Regions from separate parts of the Mus musculus genome. Here all the other regions are linked to region 2. A link is a contact called in public Hi-C data. All regions are on one chromosome and are shown on one strand. Each heading gives the region's core, a stretch centred on a gene start, on an enhancer-like site or on the middle of the called end of the contact. The rest is flanking DNA. Distances are from core to core; before and after follow the strand shown. Region 1 has its middle 6.0 kb from the start of Gm22480. Region 2 has its middle 18 kb from the start of Gm37548. Region 3 has its middle 16 kb from the start of Gm23096.

Region 1 (3,954 bases), core at 838-3,337, 1.4 Mb before region 2:
AGACACTATTGCATATGCTAACAAGATTTTGCTGACATGACCCTGATATAGCTGTCTCTTTTGAGTCTATTCCAGTGCCTGGCAGAGACAGAAGTGGATGCTCACAGTCCTTGATGAAACACAGGTCCCCTAATGAAGGAGCTAGAGAAAGTACCCAAGGAGCTGAAGGGTCTGTATCCGTATAGGAGGACCAGCAATATGAACTAACCTGTACCCCCTAAGCTCGTGTCTCTAGCTGCATATGGCCTAATCGGCCATCATTGTGAAGAGAGGCCCCTTGGTCTTGCAAAGATTTTATGCCCTAGTAGAGGGAAATCCCAGGGCCAAGAAGTGGGAGTGGGTGGTTTGGGGAGCAGGGTGGGTTGGAGGGTATAGGGGACTTTTGGAACAGCACTTCAATTGTAAATGAAGAAAATATCTAATAAAAATTGTTTAAATAAAACAAAACTATTTAAACAGTCCTATAACCCATAAAGGAATAGAAGTATTCATCAAAATCTCTTGAGCCAAATGGTTTTAGGGCAGAATTGTATCAGACTTTCAAAGAAGAGATAATAACAATACTCCCCAAACGATTCCATGAAATAGAAACAGAAGGAACACTGTCAAAATCATTTCATGAGCCCACAGTCATCAGGAAAATTCAAATGAAACCAACCCTGATATTCAATCTTACACCCTTCAGAATGGCTAAGATAAAAATCTCAAGTGACAGCAGATGCTGTTGAGGATGCTGAGAAAGGGGAACACTCTTCCATTGCTGGTGAGGTTGCAAACTTGTTCAGCTACTCTGGAAATCAATCTGGTGGTTTATCAGAAAGTTGGAAATAGTTCTACCTGAAGACCCACCTATACTGCTCCTAGGCACACACCCAAAGATGCTCCACCATATCTCAAGGGCAGGTGCTCTACTATGTTTATAGCGGCTATATTAATATCCAGAGGTTGGAAGCACCCCAAATGCCCCTCAACTGAAGAATGGACAAAAAAAAAAATGTGCTTTGTTTACACAACGGAATAGTATTCAGCTAAGAGAAGTAAGGGCGTAATGTATTTTGCAGGCAAATGTATGGAACTAGATAATATCATCCTGAGTTTGGTATCAGAGACCTAAATGCTATGCATTTTATGTAATCACTGGTAAGTGGATATTTGACATAAAGTACATGATACCATGCTACACTCAGCATACCCAACAAAGCTAAACAAGAAGGAAGGCCCACGTGAAGATAATTGAATCTCACTTAGAAGGGGGAATAAAATAGCCAGAGTTGCAGAGGGATGGAGGGACTAGGTGGGAGGGGACAGGAGAGGGGAATGAAGGGGTATGACAAGAATCCCTAGGGCAGATGCTGATGGTTCTCCACTTCTGATATTCATGACTGTCTGAAATCATTTCCTTGTGTGCATGTGGGACATGAAGTAGACACCTCCCCAATTCCCATGCTCATGAAAACAAATAAATATGGTCATGGCAATTGTTGCCAATCCTGGGATTAGGCCATCTCAGAAAAGAGATGATTTCAACAGAGTAGAAATGGAGTCTCCCATCCTGGATTAGAGAAGTTTGTCAGCTTCAGGAAAAGAATGTGGCAGAATCCTATAGAAGTTCTGTAGGAGCAGAAAGTATATTCTATGCCCAGTACTCAACAGTAACCTTAGGAGACCCTGAATAAAGATCCAGCTAACTCATGTTCATAAAACAGACACTGGATTAATTTGGTAAAATTGTGGTGATAAGTTTGTTGTACAGAGATCAGAAATTCGCTCAGTGCCTAGGATTTGGCTCTGTGAATTTATCCATCCCAAATGCTTGGTGCTTCCTGGAAGCCTGCGTTCCTGGGACAGCTGTGAATGATCCTCAGCTGTGACGGACCACTGCATCACACAGGCTTCCTGACACTGAAAGATGCGTGAAGTCCATCCATTCTTCACTTGCTTCTTCAGTTGTCGTTTTGTTTTTTGAATGGGAAAATTAACTCAGAAAATCTGAAAGTATTTTGTAGAGCTTTCATGGACTGTGGAAAATAAATAGTGTAGATGACTCTAGAGGGGCTGACTCAGCAACAGATGGTTACACTTAACCGCTTGCTTTTGTCAACACACACTCACCGAGGATTAAGCAACCGGTTTAGTTACTGGCGCTTTACACATATTATTGTTTCAAAATGTTTTTCAGTTCAAGTCAGGAAAAACTAAGATATTTCAAGGTGTTGGAGAGACATACTATAGGGCTTATTTTCTTAACTTGGCGCAGGTTTGGGCAGTACAATAGAAGTGGAAATACTTATACTCAAAGGATCGGATATGAAAAGTAGGTCAATGTTAAGAGGAATATTTCAAATGGCGCTTGCTTTGTGAATGAATAAACTTAACATTTCTATGAAAACCATGATCTAATCACAAACTCTGGCTGAGAATCTAAGCACTTCTTCCAGAACACACACAATAAAGAGATGGGATTACAAATATCTTAGCCAAGTTTTCATTGAAAACAATCATGTTTTCTGGTCATGGAATACAAAATATTTTAACTAATATGAAAAACGACATTGGTATTGATAGTACAATAGTTGTCAGATGTTGTCTAAGTTGAGTTCATAGCTATGCTCTGTAGGAGGGTTCTCCAGGCAAATAAACAGTGATATACATCCACCTTTTTCTGTTATTTCAATATTTGTGTTAGATGAAAATTTGCTCCTATGTATTAGACCCACATAAACCTCAGGCTAACAAGGAAACACCCAACAGGCCTGAGGGTAGGCAGAAAAGTTACAGGGACCATACATTAAGGACAAGATACAGCATTTCCATGGTAAAATTGCCTTTGTTCCAAACCCTTCAATAAGTGGGTTTACAGTTACCCACATTACTTAGGTTTATACGTTATATGTAAAATCCAGTAACTGGATGGCACACACAATAAAATACCTTCACTACAAACACTAGGTTAGTGTATATGATTCTTCTGTTTATTTGTGAACTCACTGCAGTCAAGAATCTCCTGAAAAGGCTGTCACAATGGGGGATTGTCTAGATCAGACTGACCTGTGGGCACATCTGTAGAGGATTGTCATTGTCTAGACCAGTGGTTCTCAACCTTCTTAAGTCTGTGATCCTTTAATATACTTCCTTTTGTTGTGGTGATGCCCAGCCATAAAATTATTTTCATTGCTATTTCATGACTGTACTTTTGCTACTAGTGTGAATTATAAAATAGATATCTAATGTGCAGGGTATCAGAGATGCGACCCATGTTAAAGGGTCTTTTGACTTCTAAAGTGATGCTGACCGTCAGGTTGAAAACTGACATGGAAGGATGGAGACTGAAAGTGAGTGCCATTATTCTGGTACTTGGACTGTGTCAGGGTAGAGAATGCTAGCTGAACACTAATCATGCATACATTTGTTCTCAATCTGCTCTTGACAAAGAATGAGAGATGACTGAGTGTCTTAAGCCCTTGCTTCTCTGACCTCCACACAGCGATAGATTATAACCTGGAAGTTAAGATAAAGTTGCCCAAGCAAGATATGAATTTGTTACTGTTTCCTGGAAAGTTGACTTTAATAGATAAGAATTGTATATGTTGACTTATATACATGAATAGATTATCCTTACTTTTTATTAAACAGAAGGTTCTAAAACAGATATATTTATACATATGTTCTGAAATAGTTATATTGCTATACTATGCATTCAGTATAATATTAAAGGTATAAAACTTTTCATTTCCAAAAACGTTGTCAGTCTCTACAAAATCATTCAGTCTTAGACCCCGTCATTATGTGTTGAATGACAAATTACTGTAATGTGAAAACTGGTTTTCTTGCCTATGCAAATGGAATTGCACAGAATTGCAGTAGATAATATTTCGGTAAGATACTTCTGATTCTAAATCATTACCATTCCAAGGCTAAATGCATATAGACATATTTCTCAAGCTGGTAGAAATG
Region 2 (3,869 bases), core at 700-3,199:
TAACCTCTCAGCCATTGCAGGAGGGTCTGCTACACTTCCCACCTCTAATGCATTCCACTCGAATGAGGCTCCCTGGCCCGTAGCTTCAATGGGAGCCTTTCTCAAGGCAAAGGAGAAAGCCTTAAAAAGCTGTGCGATAGAGAAAAGGAATCCACATGGCCCAAGAGACGCAGCCAGGCAGCCCAACCACAGCTTCCAACAGGAGCACGGAGACTCTCCACAGGAACCCTCGAAGAGGGCAGAGATGCCAGCGATTGGAGCATCTCCTGCCAAAACTGACAGCTCCTTTCCCACGGCCTGAGGGTTCACTGGAGAGTTACAAGGAGCAGAGCGAGTCCCTCATAATAATTAAAATGCAGGAAGAGGGTAGTCCTAGCACCCAGGGCCTGGGAAGCCAAGACTGCCAGCATGATTACATAATTGAACTGTCTCACCTTGCCCAGTCAAGTGAGATTCCAAGGAGGGTAATTAATCTTCCCGCTGCCTGTTAGTCCCTGCCCTGCTCAAAGTCAAGTTTCCCAACAAGAAGAGAAGAAAAGGGGAGGAGGAAGGAGCCAGGTAGTAACACCGAGGGGAAACTTTAATCTGGTCTTTGTGAACTCCCAACACAAAGGCAGAATTAACACTGTAATTGTATGCAAACATCAGAGAAACAAAAATGACTCCCCCCACCCCCACCCCCGCAAGAAACTCTGCCTCATGTCACCATGACCCTGCAAACTCAGAAAGAAAACAGTGTTGGAGACTAGAAAGAAAGGCAAGTGAACACCTCCAGCCTCGTGTGGTCTCACGTTAGTCATTAGCCAAAAGCAAATCCCAAGTGGGTGAAGGGCATGGTGATCGGTCACGGCGTGAGGGTTGAAATGGGGCTCGTTCACTGGACAAATATTTACTATGCACCTTCAACACCAGGCACTCACTCACTGTCCGGGAGCATAGGGAAGCCGCCCCTGAGCTGGTGGAGCTTGAGTTTCTCAGCTCAAAGGCTGGATTTGGTCTCAGTGTGACTTAGGGGTCCATTTCAAAGATGCAACTACTCCCCACAGAGCGATGGTTTGACTCCTCTGAAAGTGTCTCCATGGCTACAATCCCTAGAGAAGGGCCAGAACCATGGAAATTAAGAACCTAGTTTTGTACAAAAAGGAAAGGAGTAAGTAACTTTCTAGCCAAACTCCATGGAACTCCACAAAATCACGGGCCACACCGAGGGGCAGCCCACAGAAGGTCTGGGCTCTGCCTTGGAGGAAGCAATGTGGGAGACCTGGTATTTGACAACAACGCAAGAACGGTAAGCTGAGAAAGGCAAGGCAAACAAAAGTGGAAGGTATAATATATATACATATAATCATAATAATCTCACTGCATACCCACCACCACCCCTAAGCATGTATTTATGAACTGACGTGATATGGCCCAGAAAGTCTTAATACTACAATATTAAATCCCGTCCACGGGAGAAGCGAAGACGGCACATTATAACAAAGACAGTTGGGCTCTGCGTTGTTGGTTTTCTGGTGCTTGCTAATGTTCTGGTTTTTAGCTTTGCTCACGTAGATGTTATGTTCCTTTAAAGGGCTCCCTTCCTGCCAGACCGTTTTTTCAACCAAAGTGCAATGCTGCCCCCTCGTGGCTGAATGCCGTGAGCGCGCACGCAGAAACCCAGCCTTCGCAAAGCCGACTCTACCCGGATTTCATTTTGCCATTTTTCCCCGTCTTCCAAAGTGCAACTATTTCATCTTTAAAGATTCACCGCTCGGGGGTATTTTCTGGCTTACACGCTAATCAACACGTTATTTTCTTCTATAACAGGAACCGTGCTCTGGTTACTTAACGAGGGGGAGTTGTGGGTATGTGGCGGCTTTCTCCACTTTGTGCTTTATGAATTAAGTGATCTCCCCAGAGAAGCTCAGAAATCAGGCCTATTCCATGTAACCTTTAGAATCCTGACTGGGATTCTCACTGGGGAGGCGTTCCCAGAGAGCGCCAGCTCAAGGAGATCAATGCCTGACAGACCATCCCACTCCCAGACAAATGTATTTGATTTCAGTTCAACCTTCGATTCTCATACTGAAACCAAAAGCTCTGAAAATAGCAATGCAGGTGAAACACTGAGCTGGGGAAAGGCTCCTTCCCGGGTTGAGCGAAAGAAAACAACACTCCCAGCTTAAAGAACGGCAGCCTGCATGGAAACACTGTGTGGGGCAGGTGGAGAGCTAACAGGGCAGCTCGCTTCGCCACGATCTGGGTCCAGCCACCGACCCGTCCCTGTATTAACAACCTGAGAATATGTGGAAATGCAAAGACGAGGGTCATCCAGAGCTACTGAATGCTAAAATCTGCCTCTAGGTCTTAGAAGTCTGCACTTTGACCAAGGTCCCCCAATGGTTTATAGCACCCAGAACTTTGAAAACCACTGAGTAATATTTAATAAGAGTCTTAACCTCCATTAAGAAGATACTGTTATTCTGAGATTTTTCAAATATCACAAAGCTGCAGAATAACCAGAGTGGGGTGGGGAGGGAGGGAGAGGAGGAGGGGAGAGGGAGAGGGAGAGGGGAAGAGAGAGAGAGAGAGAGAGAGAGAGAGAGAGAGAGAGAGAGAGAGAGAGAGAGAGAGAGAGAGAGAGAGAGAGAGATTACTTTCCTTTGATTTCTATCAAATTAAAAAGATGTTGCCTGACAACCCAAGAGTCCAACCAGTAAACACCGATAACCATCAACAAAAGTCATGATCACCACTTGGCCATGGCTGATGAGAGTTATCAATGGGATCAGCAACCTCAATGATAATACTTTTGAAAGTCCCTAAGTACAAAATATAAACCAGCTCATTCTGTGGTAACATTCGCTGGATCTGAGGGTAGGAGAGCCTACAGATACCTGCAGAGCATTTTTTTTCCTTGAGAGTAAGAGACCTACCAAAGGTAACCAAGATAGAGGACTGAGAAGTAAGAAAGGCAGAGGGAGGGAAAGAGGAAGGGGAAGGGCAGGGGAGATGAAAGGAGACAAGGGGACCAGAAAAGAGAAGGGGGAGGAGAGAGGGAGAGAGGGGGGAGGAGAGAGGGAGAGAGGGGAGGGGAGGGGAGGGGAGGAGAGGAGAGGAGAGTTGAAAAGTTTCACACCCTTTCAGAGGCTGGGGGGATCCCCTGCTTCTCCAGGCTGGGGATCCCAGTAGAAACCTACCCTCCCCGACTTAATAACAGACTACCCTGGAAATCAAAACCTGCCTGGTCATCAAGAAAAACTAAACAACAGCTGCAGGGAAAGGTCTAGAAGCATGCGTGACTCTAGAAGAATGGCTTTTTGTTTTATTCGGGGGACAGGTACTTGAACCATGTCAAGTCTGTTTGTTCTGGAAGAAAACTCGAATATTACAGGGCATCCTTTAGCTTGATATAGAATTTCAATATATCTCTGAAAGTGGGCTCTAAGTCACCAACACCCACAGACAGCAGAGGCCTGGGCTGAGAATTTACCTGGGAGACCGGGGCTCTTGGCGTTTATAGCCTTTCTTACCGCAAAAAGACACAAACTGCAAACTTAATGACAAAATGGTTTTAAAGAGAGGAGGGTTGGTTGGGTTGTTGTTGTTGTTGCTGTTGTTGTTTTTATGAACTACAATAACTATAAATCAAACCAAGTGTCCTTCCCAAGGTAGGATTAGAATTTTCCTGAGTCAGCTAATCTCTTAGTCAACTCTCTTCTGGTTGTGTCTGGCTCCTCTCATCCAGAAACCCACTTTCTATCTCACCTTCATTGCTCCATGTGGGCAACTCATTTATCATCAGTTCTGTTTTCCATGTGACCTTTAAAGGACGGTTAAAAAGTAAACATTTCATTCTATACAATCGGCGTGCTTCCAATACACAC
Region 3 (3,690 bases), core at 74-2,573, 1.3 Mb before region 2:
CAAGCATAGATTATATCTTTGTCTAGCAGAGGCAAATGTCCACTTAACACTCAACTGAGATGGCATGAGTAACAAAAAGACCCGAAGGTTTTGTTTTCCAGTTTTCTTTGGCTAATCAGGATACATTTATTCTGGAGAATATTCTGAATAAAATATTTTTTCTTCAAAGCATGAGTTTAGAGCAGCTGCTTTTCATGGTACACACCTGCAAGGTATTACGGAATGATGTGTTTTTAAAAGGAGTGCTTCAAAATCCTATGTTCAATTTGTGCCTCCCAGCTCAGACTCACTCTCTGCCTGCTGTGTGTTCAGCAGGCCCTGCTTACTGTCTCCCTGACCCTGGTTGCCTAGTTACAAAATCCTCTTTGTGATTTGTGAGATGCTCATCCTGATTGAGAGCAATGGATTTATTTATTTTTTTCCTAAAGTAAACTTAAGAGAGTTTCTATTTCAGAGTGGAACATATTAAAACCAGTAAACCTTGCCAAATTTAGACATGTAGTTCCCACGGAGAAAACTTATCAACTAGAGTTTTTGTCTCTTCCAAATTCTTTCTGGTCAATAGGGCCAAGAGTTTCCTTCTGGTTCTACAGAAAAGTAACTTCACGTAGCTCCTAAAAAAGGATAGATTATAAAATCAAGTTTAAATATAAAAATACATTACAAAAATTTAGTATATTTTAAGTGGATTGAGCATCTCTCTAGTTTTCTCATTGTTTCTATAAATGAACTTGAGAGAAAATACATTGTAAGTAAATTGCCAGGTTGAAACATTTCAAATAATACGTTTTTTGTTTTGTTAATTAACACAGTGCATTTCAAATTTCAAGCCACATAGCTCTGTGCTAGTGTCCAAGCAAACTGCTTATCAAACAAGTATTTATAGAAACCACTTATCTATCTAATTTTTTCTAAGGCATTTTTTTTACCACTAACAAATTCAAGTGGAGTTAATGCACAGTTTCATGATGATTTCTGTGGATCACAAACACACTAATATAGTAGTGATTGTTGATTACAAGAGTTTGGGTGCAATAACTCTGAAGATTTCTTAAAGAGATGCCAACTGGCAAGCGGAGCTAAGTACCACAGTCCAGTTCTGAAATAACTAGCCCATTATGTCATAGGCTCCGCTTGCTCCTCTGACACTTGAGCGTGTACACCCACTGCAGTCAGGATAATTGGTACCAGCTGTTTAACTGTTGATCTTTTTTCTTTTAACTTTGGCCAGGAGCCAAGCTGACTTAAAAGCCAGGATTCTAAAAAGAGCCTGAAGACTCCTGCCAATGTATATGTATGTTTTTGTTTCAAGCTGCCTTGCTGGAGTAGTTCATTCCAAGGCCATGATGGAGAAAAGACAGTAACACAGATGCAAGTGAAAATAGGCTGTCTAGCTTCTAAGAGTCAGAGGGAAGCCAAAATGTGTGACTCAAACATCTCATTTTTCCACTCTTTTCTTTCCAGAGCAACAGTTTCCACTCACTGGTGTGACCAGCAATTTGTTTTTATCCTCCAGATATTTTCTGTAACAGAGTTTTGTGGTGAATGTGAATAATGGGTTCAGGGTCTTAAAAATGTAGTTTCCTCCTCTTTTTATTTATTTATTTTTTTTGTCAAGCCATTGAAGAAAAATTTATCTTGACAACCAGCAAATATGAAACAATATCCTTCCCCTAATCCCTAAAGTAATAGACCCAGAAAGGATAGGATCGGGTACCTGATGCCCCTGATAGAGTATGAGAAGTGTATTCAAAGATCCAAACAGAGTTAGTTACTAGAAAATGTGTATTGGTGGTGACCTTCTCAACTACTACTTAAAGCAACTGCTTTGTAAAACATCATAGTTAAAACAAACTGTAAAATTCTAATTATTAAAAGTATGATAAAGCATTAAACTGGATTTTAGTGTTCTGATAGTATTCAAGTTTCATTTCGGGTAATAGTAAAATCCTAGTTGTAAGAAAATTATTAGAGCATCTTCAGAAAGTTAGAAAAGTGGGTGGGTGGGTTGGTGGGGGAGCTCCCTCCTGGAAGCAGGGTGGAGGGAGGATGGGATAGGGGGTTTGAAGAGGGGAAACAGGGAAGGGGGATGCCATTCGTAATGTAAATAAATAAAATAATGTATAAAAATATAGAAAACGAAAAGGAATAACATGGCAACAGGAAAATCAAATCGTTGTAAAGGTTGAAAACACAGATATGAGTAGAAAAATCAGGGAACTAATGCAAATATTTTCAGAGTCTGAGAAAAGAAAGAAATGTTAAAAATAATATGAAGGGCGGTGGGCAGCCTCTGACCGAAACTGGGCCTCAACCAGATGGTGGTGGTGAGGCACAGCTGCCAGCCCTGGGGCTCGATCCTCCGGCTGTTCGGGCGGCCTGGGAAGTGGCTTTGCTGCGCTGCTCTTCCTGGGCCCTTCTTGGGTTGTGTATGGGACCAACTATCGCCAAACCATCTTCATATTTATCAGCAGTTCTGGCGGTGAGCAAATCAACCAGGTGGCCCTGGAGGCCTGGCGCAGCCTCGGGGACAGGGAAGATATCAGCCTACAGGAGGTGGAGCCAGTAATCTCCCGAGCTGTGATGGATAACCCTCAGCATGGCTTCTGGCGGTCTGGCATCATGGAGGAGCACCTGCTGGATGCTGTGGTGCCCTTCCTCCCACTCCGGCAGCATCACGTGTGCCACTGTGTACTCAAGTGGTTCAGGCTGTGCTGGACAGTACCACCTACTTCCCTGAGGTAGAACAGCTCTTCTCCTCCAATAGCTGCAAGACAGTGGCCTCCCGACTCACATTTTTCCTCTGAGAAACCCAGGTTGCATCACTGCCTCCTCTGCCTAGACAGAGCAAACACGAAAGGCCTGGGCGGCTCTTGGAAGAATTCTTTCCTAAGCTGATTGGCAAGTGGGACCCAGAGCACAACGCTAAGATGAAGAAAGGTCTAGAAGCACCTTTGCTAAGAAATTCCTGGGTAACCCAGAACCTCACAGCTGTGCCACTGCCCTGCAGTCTGAGCCTGAGCCTTCTCAATGTGAACTGCATGCAACACAGGGATGAAGGATTGTGAGTGCTTCCAGCTGGGGACTCTTACTGGCACGCTTGTGTGGCTCCTTTCCCAGATCTCAGCCCACAGCCTCTGGCTGGATCTGGCAATCCAGCTAGGCCAGGCTAGCCCCTCACAGTTTCACCAAATGGAAGGACTCAAGTACTACATGGGCCTGAATTTCAAAGTTTTTAATTTTGTACAAGAGACCAGAGATAATCAACTTAGCCATGGTATTAGAAAAAAAAAATAATACGAAGAAAAAAATCAAGGTTTGATGATGAAATTGAAGGCAAGCAAGATGTTAGTCCATTCCATATATTAAATGACATACTTCTTACTTGTTCAACAAATGTTTCTTGGACACATGATACATATTAATACTCCCGGTGAAAAACAAAAGCATATTCAGATATCACAGATATCCCTCGAAGGGAGAAGAGAAGTCTTGCCATCAGGTAATATTCACTATTGTAATACTCACCAGTATGGTTGGATCTCATCCCAGGACAACAAAAATGTTTTCCAATTATAAGTCATCGGAGTCTAGTCTACCTGTGCTAATAGACCATGACAACCCTCTCTTCCACCTGGGGATCAACAACATCACTCAGTTCTTTGTCTCAAGAGTAAGTACTTTCTTATC

What was found. A called contact is a pair of places that touch in the nucleus more often than the background predicts.
Region 1: a Hi-C map of uterus shows a contact between it and region 2, with 5 times the contacts expected there. The contact joins two enhancer-like sites. A contact is called at or near these places in 3 of 484 Hi-C or Micro-C datasets (cardiomyocytes, nephron progenitors and uterus).
Region 3: a Hi-C map of uterus shows a contact between it and region 2, with 2.4 times the contacts expected there. The contact joins two enhancer-like sites. A contact is called at or near these places in 2 of 484 Hi-C or Micro-C datasets (cortical neurons and uterus) and 1 of 115 datasets of contacts at active chromatin or transcription factors (astrocytes).

What each region holds. Positions count from the first base shown.
Region 1 is chr3:49,483,329-49,487,282 of GRCm38.p6, forward strand. No RefSeq gene overlaps it. Among named protein-coding and RNA genes, the nearest start is that of Gm22480, 6.0 kb to the right of the region's middle. Within about 2 kb of position 2,088, at least 33 of the 459 cell types and tissues checked have an H3K27ac peak or open chromatin away from gene starts, as enhancers often do. A contact at or near this core is called in uterus, where this site is marked.
Region 2 is chr3:50,904,537-50,908,405 of GRCm38.p6, forward strand. No RefSeq gene overlaps it. Among named protein-coding and RNA genes, the nearest start is that of Gm37548, 18 kb to the left of the region's middle. Within about 2 kb of position 1,950, at least 109 of the 459 cell types and tissues checked have an H3K27ac peak or open chromatin away from gene starts, as enhancers often do. A contact at or near this core is called in uterus, where this site is marked.
Region 3 is chr3:49,641,323-49,645,012 of GRCm38.p6, forward strand. It overlaps the pseudogene Gm29741. Among named protein-coding and RNA genes, the nearest start is that of Gm23096, 16 kb to the right of the region's middle. Within about 2 kb of position 1,324, at least 101 of the 459 cell types and tissues checked have an H3K27ac peak or open chromatin away from gene starts, as enhancers often do. A contact at or near this core is called in uterus, where this site is marked.